Regions from separate parts of the Mus musculus genome. Here region 1 is linked to region 2. A link is a contact called in public HiChIP or PLAC-seq data. All regions are on one chromosome and are shown on one strand. The core of a region is the stretch at or near the end of the contact, and the rest is flanking DNA. Distances in the headings are between cores, read along the strand shown.

Evidence for each region. HiChIP or PLAC-seq counts read pairs in DNA pulled down with a chosen protein or histone mark.
Region 1: a contact with region 2 is called in an H3K4me3 HiChIP or PLAC-seq map of the 230-238 cell line, with 3 times the contacts expected there. The contact joins the enhancer-like site here to the promoter of H4c2 in region 2. A contact is called at or near these places in 5 of 39 promoter capture datasets (the C10 cell line, cranial neural crest, hippocampal neurons and 1 more), 4 of 484 Hi-C or Micro-C datasets (CD4 T cells, CD8 T cells, large pre-B cells and 1 more) and 4 of 115 datasets of contacts at active chromatin or transcription factors (the 230-238 cell line, bone marrow-derived macrophages, large pre-B cells and 1 more).

Annotation. Positions count from the first base shown.
Region 1 is chr13:24,401,361-24,407,372 of GRCm38.p6, reverse strand. All of the region lies in intron 2 of Cmah (cytidine monophospho-N-acetylneuraminic acid hydroxylase), which reads right to left. Among named protein-coding and RNA genes, the nearest start is that of Gm11342, 28 kb to the right of the region's middle. Within about 2 kb of position 4,117, at least 35 of the 459 cell types and tissues checked have an H3K27ac peak or open chromatin away from gene starts, as enhancers often do. A contact at or near this core is called in the 230-238 cell line, CD8 T cells, bone marrow-derived macrophages and 2 more, where this site is marked.
Region 2 is chr13:23,754,470-23,761,255 of GRCm38.p6, reverse strand. It overlaps H4c2 (H4 clustered histone 2), which reads right to left and starts at 4,319. Exons shown (of 1, transcript NM_178193.2): 1 at 3,870-4,319. The coding sequence starts at 4,235. The coding sequence ends at 3,924. H4c1 (H4 clustered histone 1) reads left to right here and starts at 7. Exons shown (of 1, transcript NM_178192.2): 1 at 7-461. The coding sequence starts at 99. The coding sequence ends at 410.

The DNA of each region.
Region 1 (6,012 bases), core at 2,868-5,367, 650 kb before region 2:
CGCATTCATTGGTTGGGCTCCTAGAGCAAGGCCATGGTTCACAGTGTAGAGTCACCCTTCTGGGATCCTGGTAGAACTGTCCTAAGAGATAATACTATCCTTTTCCTCTGAGCTTCTTCCAAGCTATTTATAGAATGTTGGATTTCCTCTGATACATAACCCATTTAGTCCATCCTTTATTCTCAGCTACAGTTCTTTGCTCTTTTTGTTTCTACTCAGACTTTGTCCACATTGAGAGGGCATTGAGTTTGATCATTGCACTGGTCTAGACTGCAGACCATAAAACTAGTCTACTCGGTGCCACTTCCTCCATCCACTCCTGTTCATATGGGGAAACATCCTATTCAGATGTGGAAACCACTAAGCTATTTTTACCACCAGGAAATACATGTGCATTCACACTTAACTCTAATATAGTCAGATGAGATAGTGGCACCATCAGCCACCTGAATTCTGACAAAGCGTTTAAAAATACAGTTTTGGACTAGTGCTTTGGAATCATCCCTACAGAACACAGGACTTGGTCCTATGTCCACTGTCAGGTATAGAAGGAAGATTGAGACAATGAGCAGAAGAAAGGGAAGAGAGGGGAAGGAAGGAAGGAAGAGAGAAAGAGGATAGAGAGAGGAAGGAAAATCTGTCACTTGTCATATAAGCGTTCTGTTCTGGACCCTCTTCCCAGGTTTACCAGGGAACAGAAGAATACCCAGGTGGTCCTTTCCATGCCTCTGTCCATTTTAGACAGCCAGTGTTTTGACTGATCATTCTATCTGTTAAGTCACTGCTGCAGTGAGCAAGAGATTTCTACTTACTGTTGGACATGTGGTTTGTGCCATGTATTCTTTGGTAAGAAGGAACTACATTCAGCAATGTCTCCTGTTTTGGTTTTCCTTGCACAGTCTGAATTTTTATTTCTCCCCTACATTAGCAAATTTCTACTCTGAGTTGGTATCTGTCATGAACAAGATGTCTGAGCAGCTCTCGCAGTTTCACAGCTCCAATCTTATTTGCTAGCTATGTTCAGGGCCTTCCCATCCACAAGCATCCAGCAGTCCCTACTTCTCTTGCCAACAAAAGGAACAGTGCTTGTCATCATAGTATGGCAAAGGAAACTGATTTCAATTCAGACTGTCATTGTATGGCAGCAGCCTCTCAGTTTGTACTAACTCATTTCTTAAGTGCCACTTCCCATGGGCCAAGCATATTCAAACTATCCCATCTTCCAAACCCAGAAGGGTCTTCTGGTGGCCATCAACATGCTTAGCTTTAATGTACCCTTCAAGCTTCTCAGGGTCACATATCTTATGAGTATCCCTTTAGTACCCAGGGATTTCTATTTGGTCTATATATCTAGTCCGTAAAATCACAAGTCTAAAGCTCTTCTGGATAGATATTCAATATCAATGCGACCAGATTTGCCTTTGGACATGTGATTTAACTAAGAAGGGAAGATACCCTGAATATGCCCTATGATTTGGGTCCCAGGGTGAATAAAAAGAAACCAATAAGAAACTGAACTGATGGGGGACTTTTGGGATAGCATTGGAAATGTAATTGAGGAAAATATGTAATAAAAAAATTTAAATAAAATAATAAGATAAGATAAAATAAAATAAAATAAAAAAAGAAACTGAGCTGAGCTCTGTCATTCATGTCTCATCTGCTTACTGACTGTGGGCCTGAAGTTTAGGAAAGGTGAGAGGAGCAGAGATAAAGATATTATTAAAGGTATGATTTTCTAGGTGGGAGGTAGTAGTACCCAGCAATTGCCAACAGTTGTTCAGTTGTTGAAAATAAACAACTCTGTATATGTGTGTGCTTGTGTGTGTGTGTGTGTGTGTGTGTGTGTGTGTGTGTGTTATCCGTAGATTCAAGGGGAGCTGGGAGGGGGCTGGTGACATGACCCAATTCCAGAGCTTAGGTGGGGTAGTGAAAAGCTACATGCAACATCTCCCATAGGATGTTCTGCTTGTTAACTCTGGGCTTCTGCTACCCAACTCCAGATAAAAACATAGTCTCTCCAGGAGCTCCTGTAGTACCAGAAACTTATCCCAAGGGAGAATGCTTCTTGGGGCCTGCCACTGGGTTTCTAGATGGATTTTTGAAGATGTTCCAAGCCTTCTACTAAGAAATCTCCCCTAGACTGATGGACAGTGCTGGACAGAGTTGGTGAACAAGACTGATGACAGAGTACCTAAGGACTGGGTAGATTAGAATGGCATGCCGTGGCTAACTAAAAGTGTAAAAATTGCATCTTAACCTTAAAGTCTTGGGGCTGGAAAACCTCCTCACAGGTTGGTGTGGTTAGAGAGAGTTTGTATCTGGGAGGAGAGGGTAATCATAGAGACCTATCAAGAAAAAGCTTCAGACGAGGTCTAAGAGAGTGAACAAATTCTCCGTTCTGGTTGCCCGCAAAAGGACTCACTTAAATCTGTTATCAAAATATGATTTTTTAAATTTAGATGTTTTGCTTTTTAAAGAATTTTATACATGAGTACTATATTTACATTATTTCTACCTCTCCTTCTGCCCCCTCCAAGTTCTCCCTTACTTCTCCTTACTCCCTCCCAAATTCATGATCCTTGTTTATTATTGTTACATAGACAGATATAGATTATACACCCAATATATACACGTATTTAGGGCTGACCACTTCAGATTAGAAAACCTATCAGGGAGATCATCCCTGGAGAGATAAATTCTTCTGCTCTCTGCAGCCACTATTGCCTGTAGTTCTTCTCCTAGGGGTGGAGCCCTGGGAAATTCCATATCTGTGCTAGCATGTCACCTGGTGCTGTCCTTATGCAAGTCTTCATTAGACAACCATATTGATAAGATTTCATAGATACCACTTCTCGATCTTGTCAAGGAGATCTTGCTGCAAGTGTCCTGGACCTCTGGCTCTTGCAATCTTTCTGCCTGCTCCTTCCATGATGTTCTCTAAGCCGTAGTTATCAGGTTTGCATTGTAGATGCACAGATTGGGATGGGCATCTTAGTACCATTTATTCTTTGCCTTTTGACCAACTTGCAGATCTCCATAATAGTCTCCATCTGCTACTAAAAAGAAGCTACTCTGATTAGGCAGGAGAGCTATACTTAACCTGTAACTTTCATGATTTTTTTTTTTAATGGAGAAGATGTATATTTTGTTTCTTCTTGTTCTGCAAGCCTCTTGCTTTGCATAAAAGAGCAGCAGCCAGTGCAACATATTGTGAGCTTAAGGCAGTAGTCCTTCATATCACACTGTATAGCATACAATTTATTCCACTCCCAGACATTTTCTTTTTTTTAAAAAAAGATTTATTTATATGAGTACACTGTCACTGTCTTCAGACACACCAGAAGAGGGCATCAGATCCCATTACAGATGGTTGTGAGCCACCATGTGGTTGCTGGGAATTGAACTCAGGACCTCTGGCAGAGCAGTCAGTGCTCTTAACCCCTGAGCCATCTCTCCAGCCCAACCCAGACATTTTCAATGGGAAGATTGTTAAGTCTTTTGACATAAACCCAGGGGTAGACATAGACAAGTTACAATATTATATGTGTTGGGAGCAGCCTTTAATCCTAGAACTTAGGAGGTAGGGGCATATGGGTTTCTATAAATTCAAGGCTCTTTCTCAAACAAAAGCAAAAAACCTAACAAAACAAAACACCCCAAATTATGTGAGACTTATAATAACATTGCTATCCCAAAATACAGAATTCTTAGAAGCACTTTTTACTGTAGATAATACCTTGAATTCTGAATAACAAAGCCTAGTCCCTGGTCCAAAGACTGAGTCTAAGGCATGATCAAAAGAGAAGTGCATAATGTTTACCTGCACCCATTAGGAAGTTTGTTGGCACAACACACACACACACACACACACACATACACACACACACACACACACACACACGTATATATTGCTATTTCATTGAATTCTTCTATCTACCACTCTTTCAATCCTTATTACACTCTAACCCTTTCAACCCCACAGCACTGGGTAGGTCAGGCATGGATCTCCTTAGGCTGCTTCCTGCTAATTAGAGGCATCTGGTCTCTAGGGGCAAGACAGAGATCTTCCTTGTCAGAATATCAATGTCCAGAAACCCAACAATGGTAAACCAGCAATCTATTAAAAGCAACAGCAGGAAGCAGCAGCCACCACAGGCCCTTGGGGCTCTTCTGTTTATACCTTCTCCAGAGTCCTCAGAATTTAACTATCTGCAACTGGCAAGAATCATGCCCCTGGTAGTGCAAGAGGAAAGTCATAATCACCTGCTGTGACACAGCCTCTTATTCCACACCTGGGATTAAAACAAAAACATATTCACATAGCATAACTGAGTCTTTAAAGAAACCAGAATTCTCATTACAGAAGCTGTTTTTTTTTCCTAGCAATACTATTGAGAGGAGGTTACACACACACACACACACACACACACACACACATACACACACACATACACACAGAGAGAGAGAGAGAGAGAGAGAGAGAGGAGGGGAGGAAGGGAGGAAGGGAGGGAGGGGGAGGAACAGGGATGGGGAGGGGGAGAGGAGGAGGGAAAGAGAGGGGGGAGGAAGAGGAGGAGGGGGAGAAAGAGAGGGGAATGATAAAGATCATTTAGCCTGTCTATCCACTACTATTTGAAGGCAAGCATGCTGGAGCAAGTTACTTCACCCCATATATTTGAGGGTAGCATAGAAACTCCCCAATGGATTTTACACGTGCTCCCTTCAGCAATGAGTCAAGGGCCTCATGGCATCATCTTGATCATCTGACATAACAGATGCTCTGCAAACACTTCATTAACTACAGTTACTTCTCCCAGCAGAGGAGCATTCACTGGAAGCATTCACACTCTCTGAGCAGTAAACTCAACTTGCTTTTCAATGTGTCCCAACTTCGGGCAGACTATGTAAGCATCTTCCAGTGACTGCTGTACAACGTTGCTGCTTCCCACCCACTATTACAATAACATTTTCTGTTGTCATCTGTTCATGGCCACCCTGAGCTTTGCAGTGAGAAGACAGCACACCTGATGTGCAAGGTAACAGAGTTCTGTGCCCAGGGCCACCAGGAGTGTGGCAGGGCCAGCACCAGGACAGTCAGGCAGCAGTCAATGTCCACTCGCTTCTTGCTACCCACACAGACAGCAACAGGATCATAGGGGTTCTGTCACTTAGCTGTGCCACTGCTACCAAAATAGGACCTTTGACATTTAACCGACCATTTCAAAAATTAATTGCATGAGACACCTTGGTGGTACACTGTAGCCTCCCCTCCCCCAGCTTTAGGGTTCCTCTGTTTACACCTGGATGGAGCTTGCCTGCTCAATCGTTCTGCCACGCCCACTGCTGGAACCTGCCGCTTTGCTGTTTGGAGCCATCCACGTGGTCACCCTGCTACTGGTCCCCCAGACTATTTGGCGGGAATCGGCCCCCCCTTCCTCTCCTACATAACTGCGTGCTGATTTAGTAAAATTGAGCTTTGATCAGAGTTGCTTTTGACTTGGCTCCGTTCTTTCTTCTGTCCGTCTAGTTCCTCTCTTTCAGCCCGAGCTGCCATCTCAGTTGAACCGTTCGTTTCGAGCTGCTGGTTGGCCGCAACAGTACACGCCTTTAATCCCAGTACTATCTAACTGCAAAAGAAACTCACTGAAGTATCTAGAACATGCCCCAGATTTTGGGTTTTGTTTTTTTTTTTTTTTTTTTTTTGCCACATTGGACTTTTAAAGCCTTCTCAATGATATTTACATTATGCTCTGATATTTTAGATGTACATACTATTATTTTCTTTTGCAAAAAGACCTATGTTTGAAGGAATACATTTGCGATTAAAGATTGATTGCCTAGGTCCCTGAAGGAAGCAGTCACATCGCCACGGGTTTAACTTTCTGAAAATTAGCAAATGATGATTCTAAGTGAAGCTATGAAATCTTGGGGCTTTGACTATTCTTATGTATGTGTACAGGTACGTATCGTATATCATATCTGCCTGTGTGCTTATGATTGCATATTGTT
Region 2 (6,786 bases), core at 3,070-5,569:
CGTTTGTGTGATTCTGTTGGGGGTGGGAGATCAAGGCCAAGCAGCTATATAAAGGACCGACTCTCAGCTCTGACTCCATTTTCCATTCTTCCTAAGACATGTCGGGTCGCGGCAAGGGAGGAAAAGGCCTGGGCAAAGGCGGCGCTAAGCGCCACCGTAAGGTTCTCCGCGATAACATCCAGGGCATCACCAAGCCCGCCATCCGCCGCCTGGCCCGGCGCGGGGGAGTGAAGCGCATCTCCGGCCTCATCTACGAGGAGACCCGCGGTGTGCTGAAGGTGTTCCTGGAGAACGTGATCCGCGACGCCGTCACCTACACGGAGCACGCCAAGCGCAAGACCGTCACCGCCATGGACGTGGTCTACGCGCTCAAGCGCCAGGGCCGCACCCTCTACGGATTCGGCGGCTAAGACTTTTTTAATTTGTATTTTCTAACCAAAGGCCCTTCTCAGGGCCGCCCACATTCCCTGAAAAAGCGCTGTAATACTGAACCACCTAACAGCTTGGGCATCTCAGAATATAGAGAAATTGAGTAAATAAACCTTGAGTGCCTTTGGAGAATTGTAAGGTCAAGTTTGCACCATTTTCTTGGAAAAGAAATACTGCCTTATTAAGTGTGCGCAGCTAAACTCTGTTCCTTGAGGAAAGCCTGAGTGAGGGATAGGAAAGCAGTTAAGCATGGTTCTCATCTAACCACATTAAAAACGTCTGTAAGTCCGGGCGGGGTTCAAGTAAAGTCCATGTAAGGCAGAACTAAACATTCCTCATAATTCTCAACCATTTGCCCTGAGATGTGGCCTTTTTGCCAACAATGCAATGGCAAAAATTGTTTTTTGTTTTGTTTTGTTTCTCTTTCTCAGAACAGGCAGAGTCCCAGCGGATTCATGTCTTAACATGGTGATTACACAACTAAGATAAATGGCATTGTATTTGAGAACTCTAATGCCGTGTAAGTATAGTAGCTTCCATTTCATGACCCCCTTTACAGCTTCACCCCGTGGCCAAGGTTGGTAAAGGCAGGGGTGTTCTTGGAATAGCTTCCTGTAGTCTGATTTTTGTTAATGTGATTGGCCAGTGTAGGCAGATTGAGGAAAGCTGCTACAATTTTGGGGTGAAGCAGTGACAGTTTGAGAGCACAGGTGAAGGGGATGTGAGCTCACTTTGTGACTGAAAATAGGAAAATAACTTTTCCTGCAATGAATGGCCTAGACAACTTGATCCTTCACCCAAGTTCTAGCATTACTGTTTACCACCACACCCAGCTTGCTGGCACTTTTTTGCCTTCCTCCTCCATCTTCATCTTCTTGTGGTTTTGTTGTCTATGTATTTTTTCTTTCGATTGTCTTTATTTTAGTCATCATTTAAAAAGGAGAGTTTTGAACCTCATCCTGTCGCTATTAGCTAGGTCTAAGTATCTCTCCTTGATTTGGGAATTCCTGTTTTCCAACCGTGAATTTCTGGTAGAAAAATGAACTATTCAGCATAGCTTCATCTTAAACTAATGCATATAATTCATGGATAATACATCCTGGAAAGTTTCAGGAGGAGAGCAGACAGAAGAACAAGAAAATGTGATCTCTCTTGATGGTGATTGATCATTTTATCCCTCCTCTAAATTCCTTTGGGAGGTATTTCTTTGCTATTAGGTAATGTGCCAGCCGCTCCCTGAGGCCAGCAGAAAACAATGGATTCTCATGAGCAGTAAATGTCATGTAGATGCAGATCTTGGATCGCAGTAATCACGTGGGCCTTTAAGGTGGCTTGGCCTTTTTCCAAAATATTCCTAACATATATATCTCCTTGGTGGACCTCTACTGTGGATAGGAACCTCTCACTTTTCCTTACATTACCAATTGTCATTCCTAATTGAGGAATTAATTATGGCAGCACCATAGTGTGGCTTTTGCCTGGGGATGTGCATAAAATGATTCATGATGTATATTCACTTTAAAAACCCTTCATATAGGTCATGAATTTAAGATGAGACTGGGCTACATAGTAAGTTCCAGGCTAACATGATTTATATACCAAGACAAAAGAACTCAGTGACATGATTTATCTGATAAAGTTGCTGCCAAGCTTGAAGACCTGAATTTAAGCTCTTGGAGCTAGAAGGAGAGACTCAATTTTCCTAAGTTATCCTCTGATACCCACACGTATGCTTTCGTATGTGTACACTAACACACACACAAGATCACAAAATAATTTTTTAAATGTAAAATTTAAAAGATAAAAGAAGAGTGAACAGATGGTTCGGTGGTTAAGAGCACTGGCTGCTCTTCCAGAGGACCTACATTTGATTCCTAGCACCCGCACCCGCACCCGCACCCACATGGTGTCTCAAAATCTCTTGTAACTGCAGTCCCAGGAGTCCCAGTTCCCACTGCTGGTCTCTGAGTACCAATCATAAAAGAGGCACAGAAATACATGTAGGCAAACCATCTAAAACAATAATATTAAAAAAAGTCAAGTATAACTAGTAAAATGTCATGGAACACTCCCAAAGCAAACTACAGTACTTGGAAGAATCTGAATTTGTGTTCCTAGGCCATGAGCATTCATATTTAGCTCTCAAGTAAAACATCTCTTAATTCTATTTGAAATGAGAACTGTGTTTTTTAAGGCAGCACTATTTATTGTGACTAGTATGGTAACTCAGAATTACTTGAGCAAAATTCTAATTCTGCTGGGATGTTGAGTGGCAAGAAGCAGACACTGTTATAGATTTTGACACTGCAGCAAGATGGTTGGTTCTAGCATCTCAAGCAGGCCATGGAGTTATATTTGAACATAAACTATTTTACAGTACCTATGCGTTATAGCAGGAAGAAAAGTGTTTTAACAAAGAGGCTACAGAAAAGAGAGTTAATCACAAATGCCTGAATAGTTCTACCCTGTGCTATTAACAACAATTGTGTATTTTTTTTAGTGTTCCATTGTTAACAAGATGCAGTTCTAGGGCTGATGAAAGGGTCCAAGAACTAAGAGTATATAACACATACTGGCATATACTATCATTTCTGAGTCTCTGAATGGCACAGAACATATGCTGACTTCTGCATCCATTTCTGGAGTACTGGGATGACAGCTGTTGGTCAGTGTGTAGTGTGTTGGCTAAAACTTCGTTTTGGATGTAAATCAGTTTGTTTCTTCACGCTACAAATGTTACACTACATTGTGTTTTATGCCATTAATCTCATTTAGTTTCACTATTTAGTCGACTGTCAAAATTCATGGGAACAGAATTAAAGACCCATACCACTATATGAAAATGTTGAAGCCCTGTACATGGTGTCAGTGGTATATACAAAATAACCTGTATTACACATCCTTACATTTTATATTATCCTGGCATTACCTGTAGTAATTAATACGATGTAGATTTTATGTCAATATTTGTTTTAATGAACTGTTTGAAAGGGCTGGTCAAGAAAACATCATGTGTATCAAAGCTTCACTCTTTACTCAATTGTTTTTACCTCCAGGACCCGATGAGCCTGTTTCTTTAGTAAATTCTCATCTGGATGGTTACCTTTGTTCACCTACCCAAGGTTATTTTCAGGCGGTGGTAATGAGTCGTTGAACCTAGAGGTTCTAACACCTTTCCCCAAAATTCCAGGTTTTCAAGACTGTTTAACCGTCCTTGAACCAATCCTGAGAAAAGAGCCTTGAAGTGTCCTACTTTTAACAATTTGTACAAGGTGAGGCTGTACTTTGTGCACAAATTCAGCCTGGAGGGGTGGGGGTGGGGAATCTCAACTATGCTGACTATCCACAGCCTGAGTTAAAGCTGAAGCTATTAGTGAGGGCCGCTGCCAGTGTGGGGGAAGGGTGAGGGAGCAAAATGCACAGCTTTTTAAGGAATTCAGTGAGTGGTCCTGAAAAGGACCTTTTGTAACAGTTAAGAAAATCGCTTTAGTCCCTTAACCCCCGAATCCGTAGAGGGTGCGGCCCTGGCGCTTGAGCGCGTAGACCACGTCCATGGCGGTGACGGTCTTGCGCTTGGCGTGCTCCGTGTAGGTGACGGCGTCGCGGATCACGTTCTCCAGGAACACCTTCAGCACACCGCGGGTCTCCTCGTAGATGAGGCCGGAGATGCGCTTCACTCCCCCGCGCCGGGCCAGGCGGCGGATGGCGGGCTTGGTGATGCCCTGGATGTTGTCGCGCAGCACTTTGCGATGGCGCTTAGCGCCACCTTTGCCCAGGCCTTTTCCTCCCTTGCCGCGACCAGACATAGTTAAATTCTTACAAGCTTTCAGTAGGAAGCTGGTGAACTAAGAATTCGCTGTGTTATTATAGGCTCTTATCGGACCTGGTTGAGAACTTCAAGTGGGCGGGGACCAAAGGCTTCTTTTGCTCAGCCCATTTCAGGGCGGTGACTCTGGAGTACTGTATAGGGCACATGCAGACATGGAGTCTCTCAGGTTTCCCCAGATTTGAGTATACTGCTTTTATTATATGTTATATTGTTCTATAAGGATTTTAGCAAGGAGTTACATTTTTATGGACCAGTACCTGGAGGATTAAAACAAATACCCCTGTAAAGTATTTAGGTTTAAAACATCTTTTTAAAAAATTCAACAGGTGCCAAAAGACCATGTGATTATTGTTTCTTAAAACCTAAAAATTCAAATGTGAAAGATACTTTTAAAAATAAATTACAAGAGAATTTTTTTAATAGAAATTGAAATAGAATCGGTATAAGTAGAATTTATTAAAATTCTACTTGTCAACATAGGTCAAGCCCCTTTGCCTAGTCATATAGATGCACTTGGCTATTCCCTGTCTGGAATCCATTCATTGCTGGTTTGGATTGCTATATTTTTTATTAGAGCGGGAAAACTGCATGATGCTTGTATTCTATTTTGCCACCCCTACACAGTGTATGCTCTCGTTCAAAGTAATGAATTCAGAGATATTGGAACTGGTCATTTTCCTGTTCCCCCTTTATACTTATAAAACTTGTCTGATAATGGTGCCCACAGTTTGTTTGCTTGGGTACTACATTAGAAGAGATTGTTTCAAAGAAGTACTACATAAATATTTTTACCTGTTACTATTTGTGCTGGATAGTTTTATTCCAACTTGACACAAACTAGAGCCATCATACAGGAGGAACCTCATTTGAAAAAATTCCTCCATAAAATGAATCTGTAGACAAATCAGTAGAGGATTTCTTAATTAGTGCCTTATGAGGGAAGGGTCCTGCACATTGTAGGTGGTGCGGTTCCTGGGCTGGTGGGCCTGTGTTCTACAGGAAAACAGGCTGGGGGGAGGGTCAACATAGAGCAAGTCTGTAAGCAGCACCTTTCCATGGCCTTTGCAACCAGCTCCTGCCTCCAGGTTCCTTCCCTGATTGATTTCCTATTCCTCACCTCCTTCAGTGATGAACAGTGATGCAGAACTGTAAGCCTAATAAACCCTTTCCTGCCTGAGTTGCTTTTGATAGTAGTGTTTTATCACAGCAATAGAAACCCCAAATAAACACTATTTTAATACTCTTCCTAGAAGTATTTCCTTATCAGGTTATTATTTCCAACACACTATCAGTATCACCAAATGTGTATAAGGATTACATTTTATTACAGCATGTAATGAAGTATAGTGACAGATCTTGTTTTGTATTTCATGGGTGAAGATTTAAGAACTGTTGGTCCATTTCCCAAGGTGAATTAACAATCACAATGCAGCCATGCTACAGCTCAGTTTATGAATTTCCATTCACTTATTTTGCATATGTTTAATTTTACTAAGACACTCTGAATACTCGGAAGTTGCCTCTCCCAGTCAACACTGTAAGGCCCACTGCTAACTTCTGTCTTTCTGTGCTCTTTTTCTTTCCATTTTCTATTTCTAGTCCATCTTCTCCTTCTTCCTCCTCCTCCTCCCCCCACTTCTTTTCCTCCTCCTCCCACTTCTCTTCCCCTTCTTCCTTTTTCCCTGAAAGATCCTTGCTATGTAACCCTAGATGGAAGTTGCAATTCTCTGGCCTCAGTCTCCTCAGCTAAGTAGCAGGTTTGTGCCACTGTGTATGATTTTTATTGTTAAAACTTGTAATCTAAACAGCAGATCTTAAAACTTGACTTCCAAGTTGTCTTTAAGAGCCTTGAACTTTCATACAAATATCCATAACAAAACTGTTTTCTTCAAGAGTACTAGCTGTAAACATTATCATGTGCCTGATATCATTCTGTGTGCAGTTCCTGGAGGATAGAAATCATGTTTACTATAGATCTCAAATGCATACTATCTGTTTAATTACATATATATAGCAAGGTAAAACTTCACAGTTAGACCCTCCACCTGGGCTTTAGGATGGATTTGGCAAAAACATATTTTTTTTTATATAACTTACAAGTTATATAATACAAAGCTATAAGTTACCATAAAGAAAGACCCAATTTTTTAAAAAAGTGTTTTTATTCCAAGTGGAGTGCAGAGAGGAAGGTATAGTAGAACACTAAAGGAAGATCAATATTATTTTAGCAAAATTTGAAAATCAGTTTATTTGTGTTTTGTTTTTGTTTTTCCTGCTCTATAGAGAGAATAGGGGGATATTAGACCATACTACTTCCTAAGAACAAAAACAACAACAAATCCTTAAAAGATTTTTAAGTACATGGTGATAATTTATAAACTGAGCAGAGTCTATGCAATTAAGTGATGCTAAGTAAGATGTAATTTCAGAAGCTTGTTTGAGTTATTTAAAATTTTTATTAAAAAACAATATATAGCTCAGAAAAATTGAAACTATGCATTGGAATATATTCTAATGATAATCATAAA